2 separate regions of the Drosophila melanogaster genome follow, and region 2 is linked to region 1. Evidence: chromatin contacts called from public Hi-C data. All regions are on one chromosome and are shown on one strand. Each heading gives the region's core, a stretch centred on a gene start, on an enhancer-like site or on the middle of the called end of the contact. The rest is flanking DNA. Distances are from core to core; before and after follow the strand shown. Region 1 overlaps CG42541. Region 2 overlaps Fas2 (Fasciclin 2).

The links. Hi-C and Micro-C count contacts between places; a contact is called where the count stands out from the background.
Region 2: a contact with region 1 is called in a Hi-C map of the Kc167 cell line, with 1.6 times the contacts expected there. The contact joins two enhancer-like sites. A contact is called at or near these places in 18 of 107 Hi-C or Micro-C datasets (the D17-c3 cell line, the Kc167 cell line, the S2 cell line and 6 more).

What each region holds. Positions count from the first base shown.
Region 1 is chrX:3,895,394-3,902,206 of dm6, forward strand. CG42541 reads right to left here. Exons shown (of 13, transcript NM_001272295.1): 8 at 6,538-6,659; 9 at 6,393-6,467; 10 at 5,715-5,869; 11 at 2,163-2,254; 12 at 1,449-1,641; 13 at 1-1,288. The coding sequence ends at 438. Among named protein-coding and RNA genes, the nearest start is that of CG15239, 15 kb to the left of the region's middle. Within about 2 kb of position 4,153, at least 5 of the 39 cell types and tissues checked have an H3K27ac peak or open chromatin away from gene starts, as enhancers often do. A contact at or near this core is called in the Kc167 cell line, where this site is marked.
Region 2 is chrX:4,138,459-4,145,201 of dm6, forward strand. It overlaps Fas2 (Fasciclin 2), which reads right to left. Exons shown (of 10, transcript NM_001272308.2): 6 at 5,169-5,293; 7 at 3,592-5,085; 8 at 3,313-3,496. Among named protein-coding and RNA genes, the nearest start is that of GlcAT-I, 11 kb to the left of the region's middle. Within about 2 kb of position 1,588, at least 17 of the 39 cell types and tissues checked have an H3K27ac peak or open chromatin away from gene starts, as enhancers often do. A contact at or near this core is called in the Kc167 cell line, where this site is marked.

The sequences.
Region 1 (6,813 bases), core at 2,903-5,402:
ATGCCATTTCAAGTGATTATAAGTTTCTAGAAATTTGTTGGCCCAGAACTTCATATTGCTTGCCATCGCCCGACGAGTCGCAGTTGCCATCAAAATCTGTGCATAAACTATAGCACTGAATCTGCAAACGTCCGTTGGCCAATCAAACAGAAATTGTCCCTGTAGTTTTTATGGAATATGCAACTGGAAACTTCCTCATAAGTTGACCCCTCCTGTACTCCTGCACTTCCGTGTTCGACTCCACTTCGGTTTGCGCTGCTGTTTCGTTGTGCTTGTTTTGATCTCTGGATCTACTGGTCTGGATGGTTCCGGTTCCGGTTTCGGTTGCGTTTCCGTTTTCGCTTCCATATCTATGCTCCTACTTCGCCTCCATCTATACTCCATTTATGTACATTCAGTCTATGCTTCCTACTTCCTATGCTGCCGCCGCCAAACGTTTAGATCACGAAGAGATCACTGCAGCTGGATGAGTTGCGCCGCTTGAGGCTGATGGCCTTCTTGAAGCGCAGCACCGACGAGATGAATACCTTGGTGCGGGCGGTTAGTTTCTTGACCACCTTGCGGTTGCAGGCATTCCGGTGTCCTCCGTTCACTATGTCCTCACCGTCCTCCTCGTCATCGCTGTCGGCCAGTCCACTTCTCTCCCCGAACCGCTCCTCCGTCGCTCCTGCCAGTCGTCCCTCCAGCTGCAGATCATCCATGGCCCGGAGTTGATAGCGCCGCTGCAGTTCGGCGGCTGCATCCGCGGCTGCAGACGTGGTAACGCCGCCGTCGAACGAGCGACGCTTGCGGAATGGACGACGATGACGTATGGAGGCCGCCAGCATATTGAATTTGCTCAGCTGCGACGACTTGACCACATCCTCATCCTCGTCCACCTCGCTTTCGCCCATCTTCAATATGCTTTCCAGGTTTAAGGGCTTGCGGTTGGGATTCTCGATCCGCGACCGGCTGGCCTTCGATGTGCTAGGCACTCCGTCCGGATCATCGTTGGCCTCGCCGTTCTGCAGCCCCTCCGGCAATCCGCCATCGAAGATCTCCTCGTCGCCCTGGCAAACGCTCATTTGGCGGACCATCCGACGCGTCTGCAGGTGCATTCCACGGTGCTTCTGGATGGTACTCTGCAGATTCAGGCGCTGCAGTTCCAATTCCGTTAGCAATCGCAAACGCTGCGGATTGAGTTTCACCTGGGCCACAATGCCGACCAGCAGCTCGTCCACATTGTGATCCAGTCCCGAGGACGTCTCGATAAACTTGCACGCTATTTCCTTGGCCACCTTGCGACCCACTGAAATTGGAGAATTGGTGGTGTGTGACCAACTGGATTAGTTCTTAGCCCTCATTTAAATAGTATAGAATATGTTCTTGCAATGTCGTTTTACAAATGAAAAAAATGGCTGTGCTTTAATTCGAACAATCAACATACAAGAATTGAATAGATTGCTTACTCTGACGGGTGACAACTCGGTGTCGCTGCAGATCCGTTTTGTTGGCCACCAGGATGGCTCCGCGGGACAAGAGCATCTCGTTCTCCTTGAGATACTGCAGGACACGCTCGGCTGCTGCGAAAGTGTTTCGATCTATCACAGAGTAGACCACCACGAAGAGGTCGATGTTGTAGGTGGCGCAGAAGGCCTCCGTCTGCAGGCGAGAATCAATTTTGTGGTGGAAAAATAATAGATGAGCCATATGGCGCAGAAAAGTAGGCTACAAAAATCGTTCAAATGAAATTTCAAGCTGCCTGACGACGAGCTGGGTGGATGGAGCCCAAAAGGGGTGGAAAAGTTCACGTTGTTACAGCTGAGACGCCTGACCTTGCTCGGACCTAAAGACCTAAAGCTTCTCTAAGTCCAGACTTATGAAATCGCACATGGGTAACCGAAAATTGCAAATGGTTTTGTGTTGAATATTTGCAAATTGCAGTTGCAATTCGCTTTGTAATTTGCAATACTTCGATGTCAATGTGCTTATTCCTATGCCATCACATTGTTTCTCCTTTAAAGTGACGGCCGACAAAGTTTAAATGAATGATTTGGCAAATGTGTCAGTGGCAGATGGGTGTAAGTCAACAGCTTGATCCACTTAACCAGACTGGGAAAATCGGAAAAATCGGAAAACGGAAAAATTCCCTTCGCCTAGTTTTCAGGCGAATCGGTACTCACCGACATCTCGCATGCGGGATGATCAATAATCTCCAAATCCGTCTCAATGTTATCGACCAGCACCGACACCGTCTTCTGTCCGTAGTCATCATCTAAAAAAGTGTATATATATAAAATGAAAATGATGAATTTTCGCTATGCTTAATGGGCATACAAAAACTAATTGGAAATTATATTACAATATAAGAAAGCAACCAACGTGAAGTGCAAGTGGTTAAGCGTCTATTTCGAGGAGTGCATTTACATTGACCAAAAGCAAAAAATGAAAGGAAGCCCTGAGCTCTGAATGTTTTTACGGAAATCAAAATAACAAGTACTCGAATGCAGTTCTAGGGTCTTAAATCGATCAAATTGCACCAAGTGTGGGCAAGGGGGTGGCGACAACCATTGCAATGGGCGTTTGAGGGGCGTGGCGCCCATAAAACCGTAATCAAAGTGATTTTATTTGCCCAGCAAGTTAATGTCGCAATTGACGCTCCCCTTTCTCTGTCCACATTGACTTGTTTTTTGTTTTTGTTTTTTAGCCCAGCCATGAAACGTGGAAAAGGACGCAGACAGTGAACTTGGAGTGGAGGCCACTGGGTGTTGGCAACTGGGAACTGACCCTCGGTGCTCCGTATTCGCTACTCTGGAGCCGTAAAGCCTTTTTGTCCCATTGGAGCACACGGAAAGTGCTACGTCACACTGCAACACTGCCAGAAAATTATATCCTATATTAAACAATTGGAAATTTCCTTATTTAAACTAATATTTTCAATGTAAACGGTAGAAATACGGTTTTTTTTTTTATTTAATTGGTTTGGCTAAAAAGCGTCACACAGGTAAAAACGTACATCGTGTAACATCGTTACATCTTTCTTTTTCTAAAAACTCCAATTCGGTACGATTTTTGTCAGTGTACGAGGACCGCCTCCCCATGAACGCTTTGTCAGCAGCTTGACACAAGCCAGCAGGATGAAGGGGCAGCTTGGTTGGCTAGAGCAGCGGAAAAGGACGAAAGGAGCTGGGTAGAAGTTGCAGGAGCAGACGATGACTGCAGTTTGCGTCCGACTCTGTTTGCATTCAGCTGTGGCAAATATTTAGACGCCATTCGACCTCCTGCATCCAAATGGTGAAATGTTTAAATGACTAGAAACAAAAAAGCCCAAACACTTCGCAGCTTAATTTGCATGTTGCATGTAATTTACCATGCGTGGGCGTTGCCGCACAAATTGAATAGAAAAAGCAAACGTGCTGTATTGCCATTGTCGGTGGCCGAAGAAGCCCCCTTCTTCCTTTCAACGTGAACTTGGGTCCTTCGACGGCTTAGCCGATTAGCTATGCAATTGGGGGGCGGGCGGCAAAAGGCGAACGGCGAACGGCAACCGCGAGTCATTGCAATGCAATTATCCAAACGCCTGTGCAAACAAGCCAACGGAAAGCGGGGAAAAGCAGGGAAAAGCAGGGAAAGCACCATGCGATTTTGGTGAGATTACACGCGCTGGCCGCCCATAAAAGCGAAACATTTTCGGGGCGTGTATTATTAGCCACTGATGGCTAAAATAAGTGCTGTGTCTGAAATGGCTGAGGATTATTAGGGCTTTCTAGAACAAGTCAAATATAGACTGTAGTCTATTTTCGTTTAGATGCCACAGGTACAGTTTTGGGTACAGTTGTGTTCAAAAGGTGTGTTTTATAGTGTTGCTCTACAACAGTGGTTGGCATAAATGTAACTGAAATCAGGGCGATTTTCCAAAATCAGAGCCCACATAGATTTACTCGAAACGGACACATGGCATGGTAATAAATTTACCATCTGCTTTCGAGGGCGTGTCCAAAGCAGTTCCGCCGCCCACAGATTTCTGTGGTCATGCAATCCTGGCAGCCATTAGCGGAATATGGCTAAGATGACGCCCACACGCAAAAGCACATAGCAATTTGCGTGTGATGTGCAGGAAAGCATTCGAGTATCGAAGCCACACACGCAGCCCTCAAGCAGTGCAAGCAGTGGAAGCAGTGCAGCTGGCAAGCTAGAAACCAGTCCGTATGACAACTCATCTATGGTAATTGCCAACAATGGTTGGCAACCAAAAGTTCAAAGACCCCCAGCACACACACACACACACGCACACACACTCGCACACACACACACACACACACTCGCACACACAATTGTCATAAAGTTCGCCCCTCCTTGTGGACTAATTAAAGTTCTTCCCAGTTTTATTATCTCCACCACACACAATCCTGCACAAACGACCATGGCAATGCCACTTTTCGGCCCTTTGGGCCTTGTCCAGCTTCAAATGCCAGTGAGACGAACAGTGAGCAATCGTAGCCCGTATTGCACAGGAAAGTACAATGAAGTTGATGACAATGATATAAGTACGTCGTACTTCATTAATATAGAATATCCAAATCGCATGCATGCGCTTGCCGCCTGACCAGAAATCATCCGCTGGCAACTGTTGCTGCACGGCGACACACACATGTTGCGTCACTTGCAGCAGAAATTATCCGCTGCTAATGAAATATTGGGTTTCGGCAACTTTCGCCATGATCTTATTACTCCAGCCAGAACTCAAGCCGTTGAGCTTCCAGCAACCCAGACGTAATTAACTCAGTGCCAGAACACAAGTGTGGTCCATTAAAGTCCGCTGCTCAAAAGGTAATTCGATAGTGGCACAATTCAATTAATTCGACTTCGGAGCGGATGCACTAGCATCTTTTGGCCCGACTAATTATGTCAATTTTCGCCAGACCCTGGTAGACAAAAAAACAAAAGTAAGAGTTTTCCGGCTTTGAGCACAGCTTATCCATGCCATGCCCGTATGGCACTTGGAAAACTGAACTAAGGTAAGACTAGAGACTTTTAAGTCACTGCAGTTTCCCTAATACGCTTGATATGCATTGCCTTGCATCGTTCTTGGTAGTAACAATAACAAGCCATGCCAAATGCCAAATGCTGACTTCAGAGGGAAGAGACGGAAAAACACTGCATCCCAGTCTATTTGCGACTAATGCGATTTTCTGGACGAGAAGCGGGACACTAAGCCGTTGGCAGTGGAAATCCTTCTCCACTTCACTGTGAAAATCCACTTAAAAGCTCCAAAGCCGCTATTAAAGTGGTTGGCAGCCAACTTGGCCATGTTCTCTAGCGTTTCCACACTCCAGGATCCGGTGATATGGTCGCGAAAGTTAATGAAATTAGCGCCGGCGGTTTTCATATTTTATGACTTTGTGCCATAATTAAAATGCAAATGTGTTTGATTAAAAGCCGCGTAGTGGAGCGCCAGCGGAGGGGATTCTGCAAGGGCGACTCCATTTTCAATTATATTGCCTAACGTGGACGAAAAGTACTTTTTCGAAATTTATCCAAACTTAGATAGCCATTTACATAGGTACGTGATTCACTTATAAATTTTATACAATTTACGCATTTCATATGCGTTGCTTAACCTGAACAGTTTCTAATAAAATAACTACAAGAACTAAGCATTCATTTGATATTTGATTATTTGGTTACAATTGGAAAAGAGCCTGGTAAAAAATGAATTTCGTACACCGACTTACCGAGACTCAGGTCGTAGGCGCATATGTAATCGGAAGTGGTGAACTGGTAAGTCAGTGTGGTCTTGCCCACTCCGGAGGCGCCGAGCATGGCAATTTTGTAGGCTGGAACATTGGGATCCCCGTCGATGACTTCGCCCGATGCCCCCGATGCGTTGCTACGAAGATACAGGCAATACGAATAACATTAATAAGCGAATCAGCGAGGCACAGTGGGCCAACCTCATACGTATGCAATCGAAATCAAAATGAATATATACATATTTATATGATAACTAATCTTCTGAACTATCAAATGGAGTAACAGAGTTAAAAAAAAATCAATAGCAAAACAATAAGTAAAATACCAATTAATGGGATTGTTGTCACTGTTCGGAGAAGGCGTCGTTTTCCTCGTCAATGAGATGGAAAACGCTTTGGCATTGTTACGATTCATCCCCATCTTGGGTTACCCGTCCCCAAACTCCAGACTCCAAGATGCCGTTGTTAATGGCAGCGGAAAGTGTTTGGTGTGGAAATTGTATGAAATTAGTCAGTCTATATAGACGCGAAAATGCCGCACGTTTCGCATTGTTGTCGCCATGTGAACTGTCATTTCATAAACAATTTATTGCCAGCCAGCCACTTTTGTTCGCCGAACACTGAACATTTGAACACTGAACATTTGAACATTGAACTCACCTATTGTGTCGATCCACGCCGCTGTTTGAGGTGCCGGTGGAAGTCACGGAGTTGATCGAACGTGACCTGCGGCTTCTGTTCCAGGAAAATACAAAAAGAAGAATAATAAATGGCTGACAAAAGTATCAGGGCTTTAGGAACTTGCCTCAGGGAATCGCCCAAATTGCAGATGCCATGGGAGGTGATGCTGAAGCTTCGCAGACGGTAGTAGGTCATGTCCGGATCACCGGCATGGATGGCCGAACGTCGCATCTCCGCCAGGCGGGGCTGCAAAGTAAAAGAAAATAGTAAAATTCAAAAAGAATGATAACATTTACAAAATAACGCATACGTCATGTGTCCTGCATCCTAGGCGTATACGCAATGTTACACGCATAAAAATAGCGCATACGCGCCGTTGACAAAGCGTACAAGCATTTTT
Region 2 (6,743 bases), core at 338-2,837, 240 kb after region 1:
AAACAGTGTTGGAAGAAGCTTTTTGGCTAACTTTAGGAGTAAGGTATGTTGTAAATGTAATTGTAATTGTTTTCGTAACTTGTACTCGTATGCATTTGATAATTTCTCTTAATTTTCTTGTAGAATTTCGCTAAAATTTGGTATTTTTGGTGTTTTTTTTTTTCTTTAACTTTTTTTTTTCGCTTGGCAGTGTTGTAGAATTCACGTTGAACTAAGCGGAATGGGTGTACGGCATCGGAATATGTTCTATAAATGCTCTCGCTATACACATACAACTAAATAACAACATAACATTGGCTTAGTGGTAAAACAAGGTCTCTAGCGGTTAGACATAGGATTAAGGATACATATAAGTACATTTTTTTAGTTGTGTAAGCATGTGTTTCGGTTTTGGCATTTCGATTTCGTCTTTCTCTTTTTAACTAGGTACTATCATAGATTTTCGTTTTTTATTTGTACAGTTAATGGAATCGTGACCCGCCCTAGGATATATATTTAATGATCATATTCTCTACTTGAGCACATTTAACGTAATTATGTCCGCTTCTTCATGCTTGTTAGGGGTATGTTTTATTTTATTACTTTTTTTTTTTTGTGTTTTTTTCATTTAGTTTTCTTATTATTTACACATTGACACACCAAAACGGAAACAAGAGAAAGAAACCCATGATAATTTGTCAGCGGGAGGATCCTCCAAACACTGCTTCATGATGGCTGGAAGCAGAAGCATCGGCAGGTAAGGTCGTTTAAGCAGTGTGCGTCGTCGGCGGCAAAATCAGCAGCATTGTCGGCAGAGCAGTGAAAATTACAAGCAGTTGGGCCAGGGGTGCAGCGCCACTCGTCGAGGGATGGGGATTATCTGTTGGTTTTTTTCGATATTGGTTGTCGATTTTCGATATTTGAATGCATTTTGGCATTTGTACAGTTCGATTTGATTTGATTATAGTAGTAGGAGTTGTTGTTGTTGTGGTTTTTAGCACATACGCACCATAAAAGAGAGAAAAACAAGGAAGAAAAGTGGTAGAAGAAAAAGGAAGAAAAGGAAACACACAAAAGAACATTTCGTTGTTGTTGGTTGGTCTTGAATTTCTTTTTTTTTTTTTTTTGTTACTGAGAAAACGACGACGTTGGATCAAACACAATGTGCAAAGTGTTAGTTAGTTGTTTGTTAGTTTGCATTGTTTGTTTTTGTTTGGCTCGGTTTCGAGTTTGCGTGTGTTTGTGTTTGCTTTTGAGTGTTTGATTCTCTAACAAAAGGGCCACAAATGTGTTTGTTAGTAAAGTTCTGTGGTTGTTGTTGGTTAGAATAATAGCTATGACTAAATGCCTAAGTAGATGCACACACTAAGTTCACTGTTTAGCCAAAAGATCAAAGTTAAATTTTGGATTGGAGGTTAGGTTTCTAGGCAAAAGCTGTAGGAATGGGTAGTATCGGAAATAACGGTATACACAGAGAGAAATTGACAGCTAGAGAGACAGCGCACACAAACACAAAGGCTTTAAAAACACAAACAAACAGACTACGCACAACATAGATGTACTTAAAATTAGCATAGAAAGGGACATCAAATCAAGGAACAGAGACGACACAGCGAGAGCGACAGAGAGGACAAGAGTGTGAGTGGGGGTGAGCGAAAGAGATAGACAACGCAGGCAGAACGAACCGATAAAAAATGAGTACGACAGCAGTTGCAGTAAATTACAGTTTGTTCCATTGGTTTTCATTGAATGTTTTATTTGAGAAACGTTTTCATTTTCATTGCTTATAATTCAAAAATTTAACTAAAGAAGTAAGTAGTCGCAGTTTACAAACAAATTGAAATCAAATTAAATCAATTGAAATAATAATCGACGTAATAAAAATAATAATGAAGAGCTCTAGTGCGGTAGTAAACCAATTTAAAAACAGAAAATAGTTTCTTTTTGTTTTTCATTACATACTAGATTTACATTTAACAGGGTTCTTTTTTCGTTATACGTATGTGATGAATGCAGACACACACACAAAAATATAAAATATAAAATTATAATCATAGTTTTCGAGTTTTTCATTTCCATCAATTTGTGTCACAAAAATGTCATGTTTAGTGTGTTGGTAATTATAATTAAGTAAATGCTTAATAATGATAATAAAAAAAAAGAGCGTAAAGTAAGCTAAAATTCAATTCGGACGCACTTTTCTACATATCGTACAACGGCTGACTGGCGAGAGTTGTGGTGTGGTGTGGTGAATTTCGCATTTGAATGCGAATTATGAATGGATTTTGATCTCAGAGGGACGACAACACGATCTCGAACGAATTGTAATGCTTAGTCAAATGCGTTGCAGTACTTCTGCCATTTTTTTTTTTTTTTTTTTGGCTCAGTGGGTGTGTATGGTGTGGACATTGCGATTGGAATGTATACATTGTAATGGATCAAAGGATTGTTATCAATAAAAGAAGTTAATATGGTTAAGATGCTCGAGACAATTCAGAACTCACGAAAACATGCAAACGCAAAAGGCTTCGAAAGAAAAGACAATGAAATTAAGTCATTACGTTGAGCAAATTAGGTTAAAAACTGGAAGGGGGGTTCGGTTTTAGGATTTGGGTTGGACATTACAGGGTATGGGGGTATAACACTGAGTGTAAACGAAAAACAACAGTTGAAACGCAATTGAAATAAACACTACAAAAATGTATGCAAAAGTTATCGATTATATCTGGGATATTTGTATCATATTCATATATAAATATATATATATATATATATATAGAGCAGTAAAAATTATGTCTTTATCTAGATATCATGTAGATGATGTTCGTGTGTGAGTGAGTGTATGTTTATATAGAGATTTTTCAGTTATATATTTTGATCTTTTTCCTTTTTTACTGGGATCTTGTAGACTCGATACGATTCGATTCGATATTTTCGATTTATCAATATCGAACGATCGCTTAGCCAAAGAATCAGTGGTATCGTAAGATAGCTCTATGCTCACATTTTGGATTAGCAAAATGCAAGTTCTTGTGTACGAAGAAATCTATATTCCACTGCGTTTGGCTGATTGATCGATCGATTTGTTTTTTTTTTTTTTGATTTTTTAGGCTAACATTGAGGCTAGGACACTAAGTAATGTTATGCTTATTGTGGTGGCCAGCGTAATGATTGTTGTTGTTGCTGTTGTTATCGATGTGATTGTTGTTGTTGATGTGGCTGTTGTTGTTGTTGTTGTTGTGAACAGTCGTTTGTGTAGCGCACCGACACCGGAATTAAATCCGGCCGAATAGAGCAACGTGCCGAGATTGTTATTAGCTGAATCGGACTCACCTCGTGTCGTCTTCATGATAATGGAAGCAGGCGATGAATAGCCGATGGCGTTGTGCGCCTTCAGTTCAATGCGATAGTATGTGTTGCCCACCAGCTGGGTCATCTCGAAGGATGTGGTCTCCATCACCTCAACGGTGTTGCAGGAGTTCTCCAGTTCCGTCCAGGTGCCGCTGATCTTAACGCCCTGCACAACAGAAGAATGAATTAGTATGATTTCTTTTACGAAACGCCTCTGCCCCACCAATCCATTACAACGACATGGAAAGTCACCACACTTACCGGACAGTATTTGATCTGGTACCTATCAATAGGCTCTCCGTTGTCGGCGGGCACGCCCCAGCGCAGCTCGAAATGATCGGAATAGGGCGACACGACCACCGGTTCCTCTTTGTCGTGCTGGACGGGATTATGCAATGGCTTGGGCTCCTCGGGAGCCGATCGTCGTGGTGTCGACTGTTGCTGATTGACGCCCCAATTTCCTAATCCCACCTGGTTGCGGGCGGCAAATCGGAAGCTGTACTCCGTCTGTGGTCGCAGTCCCTCCACAATGTACGGCGAATCTGGTGACCAACTGCGGTTATAGGCCGTCGACCAGTCCGGATTTAGGGCCTCCTTATACTGCACACTGTACGCCAGAATGGGCAGGCCTAGTTCGGTTGATGGGCCGCGAATGTCGAAGGTCATCGTGGTGGCGGTCAGTTGACTGGGTTTGGCTTCGGACACAAAATCAGGGACACGTGCCTCCTTCAGTTGCATATCATGTTCAGCGGTTCCATGGATGTTGGTCGCAATGCACTTGTATCCAGAGTAATACTGCCTCGTTACGGGATGCACAATCAAATCGCTGCGGGGTCCAGTGCCGACAATCTTTAGATTGGTATCGTACAGATCCTTGATCTTACGACCATTCCAGTGCCATTCGATTGTGGCATTCGGAATACCCATGGCCAGGCAGCTGAGATTCGCCTTGCGCTGCTCCCATGAGAAAACCGGAGGCAGCTCCTTCATGTGGCTAAAGTCCGGAGCAAATTCAACGGTAATGTGTCCAGTCTTGTAGGCATCGGCTCCCTTGTTCCGGGCAATACACTGGTAAAGTCCATCGTCGGAACGCTCGGCATTGGAGATGCGAAGGGTGCCGGTGCTCTCGCCGCGCTCCTCATCGAAATTCGGCTCCAAAATGATGCGGGGATCGTCATCCTGCTGCCCGTTCGTGTACTCCTCCTGTGTTCCCCAACGACGGAAGGTAATCGCTGGTGCCGGACGTCCTTTGGCACGGCAGGTTATGGCAATCTCCTTGGTCCTGGCCCCGGTCACATTGTACAACTCATAGATCTGCGGACGCACCAAAACATTCAGCTTGGTCTTCTGATCCACTACACCGGCCCTATTCTTGGCCAAGCATGTGTATGTGCCATAATCATCCTGGCTAACGGAGCTGATGGTAACCAGGCCAGTTTGGGGATTCACTTGGAAGCGATCGGCGGTCGCCACGTTCAGTTGTGTGGCATCTCGAATCCAACTAATCTCCGGTACTGGTTTGCCTCTTGCTGTGCAGTTGGCTGCAAACGGCTTGCCCTCGACGGCCTCCAGATTGGTGGGTAGCGATATGATCTCCGGCTGAATGAAGACCTCCACGCGAATGGTGCGTTCCAATAGCTCACCAGTTTCGATAACGGCTGCACGGCAAGTGTAGATGCCTTCATCGCTCTCCTGGACATTTCGGATTAGCAGGCCATTGGTTTGCACCACATACTTGTCGTTGGTCGTGCGGATCTGCATTGATGAATTGATGTATTATACCAGTCAGTTAGTTGTGCATCTATACAATAGTTAGACGTAGACCGGGATCTACTTACCGGATCTCCGTTGCGCAGCCAGTCGATTGTTGGATTGGGATCGGCCTTTACCTCGCACATTACCACATAGTCTTGGCCAAGAGTGGGGTACTGATTCTCAGGGGCATTTGTCCAGGTGATGGCCACTGTGTAAAGGCAAGAAAACAAATTAAACAAATGAGAAATATGCCATAAATTTAATGATTATCTACATCTATTTGTGTTTCATGTTCTGTTCTTTTACTGATTGAAAAAAAAATACTGATTGTTGCTATGTGGACAATAAGACAATTGCCAAACGAACACAAGGACACAAGGATTGCAGTCCTAAAGTCCTTAAGATGGGCAACAAACAAATTCCTGAGCTAGGTGTGCGCAAATTGTTTGATTTCGCTTCGCATTCATTTGCACAGCACACAAACGTAGAACAAGAACAAAGAACAAGAGAGGCGAGGCTCGGAAAAATGCAAGCCAAGCAGGACACTATTTTTCTGGTCATGTTGACAATCCAAGCGAAGCTGTACGTGGCGAATACGTAATATAATTTTAAACAAACTGTCGGGCACATGAAAGCAATTCAAGCTTCAAGCGTAAAGTCCAAGGCATGTGCGCGGCATTTTCTCCCCTTTTCCCAAGGCTCCTCCAAGGGTACTAACGAGCTGGAAAGAAAAGGGCGGGGGGGCCGTTGGACGCCCTTGTCTGGTACTCTGCCAATAAATCTGCACTGGCGAGATGACTTGGAAATTGAAAAAGGGTAGCGAGCATCGGAAAAAGTGTAACGTGGCGGTGCATTGCAAAAGTGAAATTCCTAGATCAAATACTTGCAAACACTGTGCCAAGTGCCAAGTAATAAAAGCAACAAGAAGCTGATAAACGGGGTCGTCCCTCTCGGAAAAGCGGACTATTGAGCAGTAACTAGGTGTTGCGAAATCAAAGCCCAGACTACCAAATGAAAGCCAAGGCGTGAAGCGGAAGAGTACCTTAAATGTAGGAAATAGTCAAAGGGCCCGAGAGACCAGTCAAAGGAAATCCCGAAGGTAAACTACTGGAGCAGAAGCAGTGATTTTAGTTGGCAGCCTAAAAATTGATAAAGCACCATTGATACCCATAAGCTTTTTCACTAAATAAACAATTTATTACCCTGAATCGATAGCTTTGCATTTGAGATTTGCACTGGTCGACTTTTATTTATAGATCTACTTGCAAACAAAATTCCGTAAATATAACATATGACCATATGGATAATCCTCTGAAAATGCAACTCAGGGTATTTCAAATAACATGTTAATCAGAACATGAAATCTACCTGTCAGTTAAATTTCATTTCATATTTTATACTCGAAATCTGGCTTAGGTTTTGCTTCTATTCTTCGGGCGAGAAGAACCCGTTTGTCAACGGCATTCAGGTGGATGTGGATTCCACAGCCCACTTAAATATGCCATCATATTTTGCATTTGAAAAGGCAATCTTGGCCAAAAAGCTGTTAACCATCATTGGCAGCCTTTCAGTTCCAGCCTGTGTGTGTGTGTGTGTGTGCCTCAAATATTTACACTTTATTTATAAATCAGTGTAATAACAAGCCATCTATGTCTGTC